Regions from separate parts of the Mus musculus genome. Here all the other regions are linked to region 3. Evidence: chromatin contacts called from public Hi-C and Micro-C data. All regions are on one chromosome and are shown on one strand. The core of a region is the stretch at or near the end of the contact, and the rest is flanking DNA. Distances in the headings are between cores, read along the strand shown. Region 1 has its middle 93 kb from the start of Gm9946. Region 2 has its middle 32 kb from the start of Cxcl12. Region 3 has its middle 57 kb from the start of 6820426E19Rik.

Region 1 (3,673 bases), core at 743-3,242, 220 kb after region 3:
AGAAAGGCTCATCTGTGGCCTGGGTCCACCTCCCCTATTCCCCCGTACCCCCATACTGTTCACAACAGTAAAACAGACACACAGAACCTAAAACCCTCAAGCCTCATGGTGAGGCCCCAGAGCCACCAGATTTTTATTGGAATTACAATGAACACATCAAAGCCAAAGAGGACCAAGGAGACACATTTGATGGTACCAAATCAGTCTCTTAATTACAAGGCCATGGTGACATAAATACACTTAACAATGGTGTCAGTGACCAGTGCACCTTCATGTAGCTCAGTATGGGATCAACCCTGGTCATACAGTGATAGAGCTGAGGGCGGGAAGTCTAGACTCCTGGGTTTGAGTCCCGACTCCCAACCATGTCACTCTGGACAAAATCTTACTCTGTACCTGATTGTTCATCCAAGAAGCACGGGTGGTAGGATGAGTCACCTGGCAGGACAGCAGTAAGTGACAGTAAGTGACATAAACCCTGGGGAAGGGTCCAGTACAAAATGCCAATCCCGTCCGATCCACTTGGGAAGGCAGCATGCTGGAGCTGCCCACCATGAGCTGTGAACATCTCTCACACATCTTTAACGGAAGGGTTAAAACAAACGTATGAATTTCTCAGCAGAGTGCATCTGTTCTTCCACTGGCTGGAGCCAGCCTTTCCCCTGGTTGAAGGGAACAACAACATGACAGGAGTCTCCATACCTCCTGTGTCTCAGCCCTAACTGCACTATGAAGCCAATGCCAGAGAGCCAAGGAGGACAAAGGAGCCAGAGGTTGAAATGATGTTTCTCCCTCCTTGGCTCTCAAACTGTCCTTGTTTTGATTTATCCACAGGAAAACTGGCTGTGCCTTTGTCTTCTTTCCTCCTTGCAAAGTCAGTGAGCTCCCTGAGCAACTACACACTGCCCACAGCTATTCAAGTGCAACTGGGGAATTCCTTCTACGTTATCTAGAACCTTCATCTGCAAATAGCACTGAAAAGAATCTGATGGGTAAAGGAAACACGGGAGTGGCAGGAGGTGGCGAGTGAGTACTCTTAAAAACACCACTGCTTGCTGGCTCCCATTAGGAAACCTCTGGGAAGGGAGAGCCCAGCCTCCTCTGGGCAGGCTGGAAAGGGCTCTCTGTGATTATAGCAAGCTCCACCTAAGGGGAAATAGAGAGGTCTTGAGAGTCATCCAAACCAGCATGTGGGAAAGACTGCTAAACACCAGCCCAGCCCTTCCTTCTACCTGTTCAGGAACAGCTCTGCTTCCTCCAGTGCAGGCTTAGCCCCCTAGCCTAGAGTTTCATTTTGTTCTGTTCATTTGGCGGGTGGAGGGAGTGAAACAGAGCTTTGTGTAGCCTAGCCTACCCTCCCCAATGCTAGAATTATAGGCCTGCAAGCTAAGAATTTCTCTCTCTTTCTTTAAGATTTATTTTATTTTTGATTCTCTCTCTCTCTCTCTCTCTCTCTCTGTGTGTGTGTGTGTGTGTCTGTGTGTCTGTGTGTGTGTGTCTGTGTGTGTGTGTGTGTGTGTCTGTGTGTGATGTATGTGTGTGTATGTACGTGTAAAAGCACATAGGCCAGAAGCGGGTTCAATCCCTGGAGCTGGAGTCACGCTGTGACCTGCTGAGAACTGAACCGAGGTCCTCAGTAAACGCAGTGTGCGCTCTTAAGCACTGGTCCATCTCCACAGCCCCGTAACACTGTTTAGAAGCTGGGATAAACCACTACGACTCTGGACCCGAAGGAGGCTCCTTTGGGTTGGGGAAATAGAGTAGAGCGGGGCTAAAAAGGGTTCAACACAGAGAACCAACCTCAGAGCAGTCAAGGACAAAGAGGGACATTAAAGGACAGTTTCCACTTTCTGTTTGAAATAACTGTTAGTAGCTGACTGTGTTCGTTTGACCGCAGCTCACTCAGGGCTTGAACCACATGGGGCTTGGCCCTCGGAGTTATGAAATCACAGTGGGCCATGAGGTCCATTTCCAAACAAACTTCTTCCCATAAGCCTCCTGGATCCCGTCCCAGGCGAAGTCCAGGACACTGCTTTCGCTCTCCCCAGGCACTGCCTTGTCCTAACTTGGCAGGATGGAATAGAGTTGCCCAATAATTGAAGTCGGCATTTGGGGGCAGGAAAAGCAGCCACAGAACAATGTTCTACGGGATTGTTTTTGATAAGGGGCGAGCCAGCTGTGACAAACCCAAGCAAATTAAAATGTCTTTTTCAAAAAGGAACACAAGCAACTTCAACCTTCACAACTTGCAGTTGAGCAATACTGACCAAGTGGTGGGGTGCACCTAGCGTGCTAGAGATGCTGGGTCCCAGTACCTCAATAAATACGTGAGAAAATTAACGAAGGAACAAATAAATAAAAAGTATATAAAATTACTTCCCTGTGGGTCTCTAGATCCACAAGGGAATGTTGACTCTATTCTAAGCATGACTAAGGCAATTCAATCCAATCCTAAAAGTACGCATTTGCATTCCAAAGACCAACTACCTTGATATTTAGAAATATTTGTGTGTGTGTGTGTGTGTGTGTGTGTGTGTGTGTGTGTGTGTGATTCATTTGACTTCATTTTCATTGAAAGCAAGTGAGTACAGTCAACTTTTTTTGAATGAAGTGAATTTTCAATCCCCCATGTTAACCTTAATTCTTCCACAGTCTGAGAAAACCATATTTAGAGCATAATGCTACACCCAACCTTTTAAATAAACCACAAAAACAACAATCTGTGCTGCAGCAGACCTACTTGAAGGCTTTACCAGATACGCCTTCCTAATCTCCTAAATTCTTTCCAATCTTTGCTAAAACATTTTATAATGAAAGACAGGTAGCAAATAAAATTACAGAAAGAAAATACACAGGGTCATGTGGTATGTAATATTATCCAGGGCCTGACTTTCCCCTGTCACTCCCTCAGAAAATGCCACAGCTCGTACGTATGGCGACGGCACGCCAGGAACAGCTTCGCATGCGCACTGGTGACGCTGTTAGAATAGTCTGCGACTGTGTGTTCAGTGTCCCGCTTTAGGACCCTTAATTTCCCCAAATAGCGTTGTGAAGTCATATTAGGGTAGTCAGAAGGAAACAAAGCTATTAAAAATATCCTCCAGAAGAGTGAAAAGATGCCAAAAATCACACGCGGACTTAATAACCCCAGTCTTTACAATGGAAAGTCACACTTCTGCCAGAAGTTCTCCTCATTCTGCTAGCCTGGCATGTCGCGTTTAACTTTATGTGCAAGCTTTTGCCTATGTTTATGACTCAGTTGCTTTTTTTTACAACCTCCTCTAAGCTTTGTTATCTTGCTTTTAGCAAACTCTGAACCATTTAAATTTGACAGCAAAAAAAAGTAAAAGCTAACAGGAATACAATGGTCTTTAGACCCACTTAGGATCATTGAAACAACTAGGAAATAAATACCAGTAAGTCATTCCTCTGCAGGAGAGCGCTGAAGCACAGAGAGGTTGAGTAACCAGCCCGGCTCACACACTGCTAAGAAGTGAAGCAGTAGTTTGAACATGAGCAGGCTGGCTCCAGACCTGCTCTCTCTTTGCTATTCAAAAATCTACCTCTTCCAGCATTTCTAAGGCACTCGGAGCTTCAAACCAGGGATTTTAGTCCAAACTGATGGATTTTTACCAGTCATAGGAGTTATTTAATTCTTAAGCAAATCTTTAAC
Region 2 (3,427 bases), core at 384-2,883, 240 kb before region 3:
GGCGTATATTAAAACGTCTGGTCAAAGGCTTTGTTCATGAGTCTTTTGTCTGGCACTTACCAAGAAACACACAGAGAAGAGGGTAGTCCTTTAGCTCTGTGCGGCGTGTATCTGAAGGAAAGAGGGGAACCTTACAAAGGGCAGTAAATCAAACTGAGATAGAAATAGTCCTCATGGATATCCGCTCTCTCCCAAGATGGCTAGGCCAGCCCTCCGCACTGGGGTGCCCTACTGGGATAGTGAATGCAGGCCCTGTATGTCGTCAGATTTCTATCCTACAACACAATATTGGAAGGCATGTGAGAAGAAAGATTTATTTTAATTCTCTTTTTTCGTTTAAAAATTTTAATGACTTATTTTTATTTTATGTGCATTGGTGTTTTATCTGTACTAGTATCTATTGAATGCCCTGGAACTGAGTTACAGACAGTTGTGAGCTACCACGTGGCTGCTGGGAATTGAACCTGGGTCTTCTGGAAGTGCAGGAAGTCCTCTTTACGACTGAGACAGTCTTCAGTCCTTATATGCAGTTTTTAAGGTTCCACCCTACGATTGCTAAATGTAGAAAAAGAGCAAAGGAAGGAACACTGGGGGCCCCAAGTCTGCTTCAAGGCCACTCCTCTAATGACCCAAGGCCCACCCATCAAGTCCTAGCTCCCAAAGTTTCCACCTTCCAAAAGTACCACCCTGGGTGGGTATGAAGCCTTTAGCACATGGATTTCACCTGTGACTGTGAAAATCAGCCTCACAATGGGGGCTTGAGTATAGTACTTCACAAGCTCTGTGGGGAACCTCAGTGCTCAGGTTATCCGTAAATCCTTGCTGTAGGGCAATAGCACCCAGGCTTGAGGGAGAATCAGAAGGTCTCCAATGGCCTCTTAACATGATTTATTCGCATCTCAAAGTCTCTGATTCAGCAGGTGAGGGTGGGACCTCAACAACACACGTTCCTAATGGGTTCCAGGAGACAGTGTTAAATCGTAAGAGCTTTAAGGTAAGGGAGACCTGGACATTTGATCTTGTTGAAAGGTGTAGGGCTTTGTGCTGGTGGTGGTCCTGAGGTCCAGAGGCAAAGAGAGAGACTGAGATCGGAAGGGACGTTCAACATCTGGGGTATTGATGTGGATCTTGGCTGCGCCTTCAGAAGAGTAAGCCCTCTGGTTTTGGGTTTTGTTTACTATGTTATTTCAGACCTTCAATCAAGCTTTCAAATATTACATGGAAACTTCTAGAAATAATTCATAAGTTCACACTGAGTACCAATCTGAGGAGCTTGAAAGTTCTTGTCTCTGCTCCATCCCCATGCAGGCTATGAGGTAGCCTTTGTTCAGTAATCACTTAATAGCTACCTTAGTCACCAGATCCACTGGAAATTTTTTCAGATTTAGTGTTCAAGCAGCCTTGGCAACTCTTTATCTGCATTTTTCAGAGAGAAGCAATTGTCAGTATCTGAGATGATTCTCTTTGTCCAGAGTGTGGAAAAATATTGTTCTCTTGCTTTGATGACTTGTAATCTGACCCAGGAGTGACAAGATCCCAGAATCAGTCAGCCTTGGGCTTAGCTGTACACAGCTGTAGCCTTTGTCTCTATCTCTTCACAGTCTCATCCTCAGAGGGGATTATGCAACTTCCTTCCCGTCCACACGTTAAGCCAGAAAACCTACTGGCTGGCCTCCTGACATGGGGAATAGTTAGCCAGGCCTCTCTTCTGTGCATTTTGTCTTGGGTCCTCTGGTCCTTTGATTTGCTCACCTGCTCTCAGGGAGTATTACATGAGATGGAAGAGGTACCTTCAGACAGGTTCTTTGGTCTGCAGTGTCCCCTTGACAGATACCCAGATACCTTGTTCTCGTTCTCTCTCTCTCTCTCCTCCCCCCCCCCCCTCTCTCTCTCTCTCTCGTGTCTGTGTGCATGCGGATGTGTCTGTCTCTGTGTGTATGTCTCTCTCTCTCTGTGTTTGTCTCTGTATTTCTGTACCTGTGTGTGTCTCTGTGTCTGTGTGTGTCTGTGTGTGTCTGTGTGTGTATGAAGGTGTCAGCCGAGGCCGGAGGAGTGTTAGATCCCCTGGAGCTGGAACACAGGCAGTTGTGAAACTTCTTGAGCTAATCTTTTCATTCTCCCTGTCTTAAGGATAAAGGAGCTAAGGCTCAGGGCAGAGAAAGACTCTCTCAATGTCACATAGCTCACCGCAAATGATATCATGTGCAGCTGCTTCTGTGTGACAGAAGTTCTAGCTGGTTCTCTGTGTCCAGGAGCAGAGCAGTAGGGTGACTGCTGTGAATGCAAAAAGCACCTGCTGCTTCCTGAGAGATGAAGCAATGGCTCCCCACAGTGAGGGGTCCCTTACCATACACTTGTACAAGGATGGACTTCTGACTGGATTCTTTGTAGGTAGAGAGCTGACAGAAGGGGATGCCTGAGGTATTAAGGTTGTCCCTCCAAGGTGCCACTAGGTTTTGCGTGCATGTGTGTGTGTGTGTGTGTGTGTGTGTGTGTGTGTGTGTAGCTCACACTGGAGAAGCTACACACCCATCCCAGCTCCTCTTTACCTCGTCTCTGTAGTGCACCCTGCCTTCCCGTTTCTCTCTCAAGTTCACTTTTCTTCCTGATGTTTCTATCCTTTGTTTCTTGCCTCTCCCTGTCTTTTCCTCTAGTGCATGGTGATTGGGTAGAGAAGATGCAGAACTCATTTTCATACCCCAGAGCCATGGCGGAATGTTTGGGGGAAAGAGGCCCAGAAGGGCTTAGCACTTATCAAAGACACATCAGCGTCTGGGTGGTGAACTTCCTGTTTAGACAGCCCTTCTCTTCCCCGGAGGCTCAGCTGAAACTGGCCAGCTGTGGCTTGGGCAAGCTGCCGGGCTCCAGAACTTACATGGAGACCCCATCTCTTACCTTCAGCTCTCTGGAATCCCAGGGCCATGCCTCTCTTCTCTGCATACTGACTTCCCATGTTTCTCTATCAGGAGGTTCTAGGCCGCCATGTTTTTATTACTGGAGCATGGAATTTCCCCTGCTGGTCTGCAGAGTGGAGTGACTGACTTTGGTCCTCTCAGAGCCAGAACCTCTTGTATCTAATCTGTGACAGCACCTACTTAGGCCCTGAAATGTATTCATCCTCCCAGGCTCTCCATACTTCTCCAGGGTCCTGATGACACAGTCTGGAAAGCCAAATACCTTTGACTTTTTATATATACCCTTATGATGTTCCCAGGCTGATGGGGAGAGAGGGTAAGAATACAAACTGACAAGAAGCTATGACACAATAGTCTGTGGTTTGGGGCAAGTAGGAAGGGGCAGGGCAGGGCTAAAAACTGGACATAATCTTCACAGGGAGTGTAGGGGTCTCTTGAAGCGGCAGGTGTTAGGGGACCTCAGTGTGCTGAGGAAAATCGTGAGAGGCAAGGATTACTAGATCTGTGGGCTC
Region 3 (3,807 bases), core at 141-2,640:
TTAAAGCCACAGGATAGAAGTTTGCAGAAGAAATGTGTCTTCTTCTGAAGTCCCTCTATTGTTCATCCAGCCAAGTGGGCCCAGATAGAGCCGGCTGCAAGTAATGATGATTGGAAGTAGAGGATGAGGGACAGGTGCAGGTAGGGGGATGGGTGCAGGTAGGGGAATGGGTACAAGTGAGGAACACTAAAGGGGAGGATGGGTGCAGGTGGAGGGATGGTTATAAGTAGAGGATAGCTTCAAGAGGGGTGTGCCTGAAGACGGAGTGACTGCAAGTAGAACAGGTATGGATTAGGAATAGCTGAAGATGGGGTGGCCCTGGGGTGCTCAAGCAAGTATCCTCATATCCATGCATATGTCCTTGCTCCCCACTTTTCTGATTCAGGAAGCCCTTGGATTTTTTATGTGCTGAGGTGGTGAAACCTCCCTGACACACTCATGATCACTGTGACATGCCCCTGAGCTGTTTGTGAAGAATAACATTACAAAGGGCTGAACACCATAGGCAAGCCAAGGGAGGAAGGATCGTTCAACTCCAACATCTCTGGACTTCCTATGATCTGTCTAGCCACCCTTGGATCTCCAGGCATCGCAGTTTTCAAAGCAGGGTGTTGATGGTCCAGCCTAGCTTGGCCACAGGTCTGCCTCATCCCCATCACTCCCTCTCAAGGAGGTGAGCCTGCTCCAAGGGCCTGATCATCCACCTTGGGTTTAAGTTACCAAGACGTAGGAGAGGACTAAGAACTTGGGGGACAGAGGCAAGAAAAAAACCTCTCTTAAATGTGACACTTCTCAAGAGGGGAAGCTAGCCTTAGGGTCCACTGGGAAGCCACCCAGGAGTGATCTGGAAGGGTGGACCTGTCAGTCAATGCAAATCCCTCTCCACTGACCAGGCTGGGCCTCCCTACTCCCCTTAACTAAACCTACAATTTTAATGGAGCTAAAATTACAACCCCCAAAATGTCCACCACCAAAATTTAGGCTGTTGCTTTAAAATATTTTTTCCTAGAGAGATGAGTCTAGTTAAAGGTGTACTTCATACATTACCTAAGGGGAAGTTTAAAGGTCTCTCCAGTTCTTAGCAAAGTGCTATGTGAACAACAGGACATGTAATGACCTATTGCCTGTGTCTAGGGACGCATCACCCTTGGCCTTATGCAGTCAGTCAGCATTTCTGAGGAAACCTGACCCTCGTTGTGGTCAGTCCCATCTCCTTCCCACACTGGAATTTTATTAGGCAAAGTTGCAGAGTCTTTTTCTACAATTGTTTTCTTGATAAACACCCCGTGTACAGCATGTGGACTTTCTGTAGTTTCATTGCACCAGAGTTTGCTCCTGAGAAAACACTGCTATAGGGGGAGCCCAAAAAACGAAGCTGGAAATAACTGGGGAGTGAATCAGGAGCTGGTGTGACTCTTACTCCTTGAATTCCAGGAAAGTGGGGATGTGGCACAGCCCTGTGTGGAGCAGGCGCCTGGCAGCCCGCCCAGCACACAATGGGCCTGTGATAGCATCATTGGCTCCCTTGGAGAGAGGACAATGGAAGCCAACAGCCACGCAGGCCCCAAGTCGGAGCCATCACAGTCAACAGGACAGGCGCAGGCACCCACTCCCTCACCCGGAACAAGGATTCAAAATAGGACCTGGCCAGGAGGCCCAAAAAGCAGGCCCCAGTTTTGTCAGAAGACTTGCCAAATGAGCACCAAAGCAACTGGGCTGTCCTCTGCAGAAGTGATCCTGGGCCCTGGGAGAAAGCCATAGCTAGGAGCAGCAAGGAACTCTGGGAAGAAACCGAGACCTGGAGGCTGGGGCTTTGTCTCTGCTTCTGCTTCTTCTGCTTCTTACTCAGTGCATCATGAGACAGGAGTTGGGAAGGGTGGGGATGCTATATCCACTTCCCTCTCCTGACTGGGTGAGCAAACCCTAAGCCTATGTGCAGTGGTGAGAACATGAAGACTGTGAGTACTTTGATGATAGCCGTGGATGGATAAGGTGTTGCATGAAGGGACCCACAGGCTCCAACAAGCTGGGGTTTCCTGATGCTAAGTCCTCCTTGGGAGGTCAGGCAAACTCAGCCATGATGTGTAACATGTGCCTCATGTTCTCCTGGACAACATAGTCTTCAAGGCAGGGCCAAACTCATCCATGCCATGTTTTGAATAGCACACATTTGCATAAAGGCCCAGTGGTGTTCCAGGGTGATCCTGGGGTGTGTAGAGCTGGATCTGAGCATTGATAGGCCCAGAGGATGAGACTAAGAGCCAAGGTGGGGCTGCCAGGAGAGGCTCTATAGGAGCAGTGCCATGTGGGTGAGCACTATGGGACTATCAGCGTATGGGGTACAGAATGACTTGATTTTCCAAAATCCTCATAAACTGACTTGGGCTTTGTCCTGTATTTTTATGGATCTAACAAGCTTAAGGACAGCATATTGGGAGATCAGCTTATTGCTAGGACTAGAATTCCAGGTAGTTAGAGGCTTGCCTGCCATGGGCCATGAGAGCAAGAATGGGGTAAACAGATGGTAGGTTGTATAACCTGACAGATAATGTCTTACCACCTCCGCATATCAGTTTTCTTAGGTTTTCAAATATAATCAATGTATATCCCTACGTCGGCCCCAAATGGCATAAGTATGTTGCCACATGAGGTCTGTGAACTTGGACCTGCAGGGCATTGAACTGGACAGACTCATAATACTGAAGATGGCCCTGTGTTTTACTCCAAAGGATACTGGAGCTCAGAACTGTTAGGCATTTTAGCTGTTTCTAAGCCAGACCAGCCCCATCTTTTTGCAGAATAAACAGAGAGTTTAGAGCGTGTATCTTCAGGTGTCAGAGGCTCTCTGTGATGGTAGACAACAGCTCTATACCCTCAAGCCATAGTTCAGTACAACTAACAGGATAGAGGGTCCTGTGTGCTCCAACCTGATAGTCATTAAATTCCAGGCATAAAGTACATGATACCTATTTTACATATACATTATCTAAGGTTCAAAAATCACGATAAATTGAAAAGCTTATAGCTGGTTACAAAAGTTTATATATGAGTCAATTCTATTTCCTTGACCAATGAGCCTATGTTTATGCCTTTATAAAAATACTGTGACTCTGTAGTACAGCTTGATCTGGGATGGTGACATCTCCCAACAGTTGTTCTTGTTGTTGCTGTTGTTGTTGTTGCTGTTGTTGTTGTGGATTGTTTCAGCTATAATGGGTCTCTGGTATTTCCAAATGAAACTTAAGATTTTTGTTTTCAGTTTCTGTGAAGAAATGCATTGAAATTTTCATAAGGACTGCATTGAATCTGTAGATTTCTTTTATTAGGACAGCCATTTTTACAAAATTAACCCTACCGATCCATGAGCATGGGAGATCTTAATTTCTTTGTCTTGTGTCTTACATTTTTTATTGTACTTTTTTGGTACAATACTTCTTTGGTTTTATTTATTCCCAGACAGACAGACAGACAGACAGACAGACATATAGTAGGTTAATGTGAATGGTATAACTTTCTTAATGTCTTTCTTATTGTCTATCATCTATATATAGGAAGGCTACTGAATTTAAACGTCATAATTCTTCACTGTATAAATGTATTAGTTTGGACATGACATCAAAATTGTCCAAGAAGACAGCATATCAGCACACCCATTGACTTGGCTTGTAGCAGTTCATTAAGGCGGCTAGAATCTACTGATCAGTATTTGACTTTTCCCATGAAATTGAATAGTTCCTATGATCTGAGGCTTGCACCTTTACTCTCCATTCCTGTCACTTCTCGTGTAACATACGTTGCCTCTCCACC

What was found. Hi-C and Micro-C count contacts between places; a contact is called where the count stands out from the background.
Region 1: a Hi-C map of 3T3-L1-derived adipocytes shows a contact between it and region 3, with 3 times the contacts expected there. The contact joins two enhancer-like sites. A contact is called at or near these places in 6 of 484 Hi-C or Micro-C datasets (3T3-L1-derived adipocytes, the C2C12 cell line, cerebral cortex and 3 more) and 5 of 115 datasets of contacts at active chromatin or transcription factors (the NIH/3T3 cell line, cardiomyocytes, fibro-adipogenic progenitors and 2 more).
Region 2: a contact with region 3 is called in a Micro-C map of muscle stem cells, with 4 times the contacts expected there. The contact joins two enhancer-like sites. A contact is called at or near these places in 1 of 39 promoter capture datasets (the C10 cell line), 1 of 15 datasets of contacts at CTCF or cohesin (the NIH/3T3 cell line) and 1 of 484 Hi-C or Micro-C datasets (muscle stem cells).

The regions. Positions count from the first base shown.
Region 1 is chr6:117,651,124-117,654,796 of GRCm38.p6, forward strand. No RefSeq gene overlaps it. Among named protein-coding and RNA genes, the nearest start is that of Gm9946, 93 kb to the left of the region's middle. Within about 2 kb of position 1,993, at least 56 of the 459 cell types and tissues checked have an H3K27ac peak or open chromatin away from gene starts, as enhancers often do. A contact at or near this core is called in 3T3-L1-derived adipocytes, where this site is marked.
Region 2 is chr6:117,198,323-117,201,749 of GRCm38.p6, forward strand. No RefSeq gene overlaps it. Among named protein-coding and RNA genes, the nearest start is that of Cxcl12, 32 kb to the left of the region's middle. Within about 2 kb of position 1,634, at least 9 of the 459 cell types and tissues checked have an H3K27ac peak or open chromatin away from gene starts, as enhancers often do. A contact at or near this core is called in muscle stem cells, where this site is marked.
Region 3 is chr6:117,436,466-117,440,272 of GRCm38.p6, forward strand. No RefSeq gene overlaps it. Among named protein-coding and RNA genes, the nearest start is that of 6820426E19Rik, 57 kb to the right of the region's middle. Within about 2 kb of position 1,391, at least 77 of the 459 cell types and tissues checked have an H3K27ac peak or open chromatin away from gene starts, as enhancers often do. A contact at or near this core is called in 3T3-L1-derived adipocytes and muscle stem cells, where this site is marked.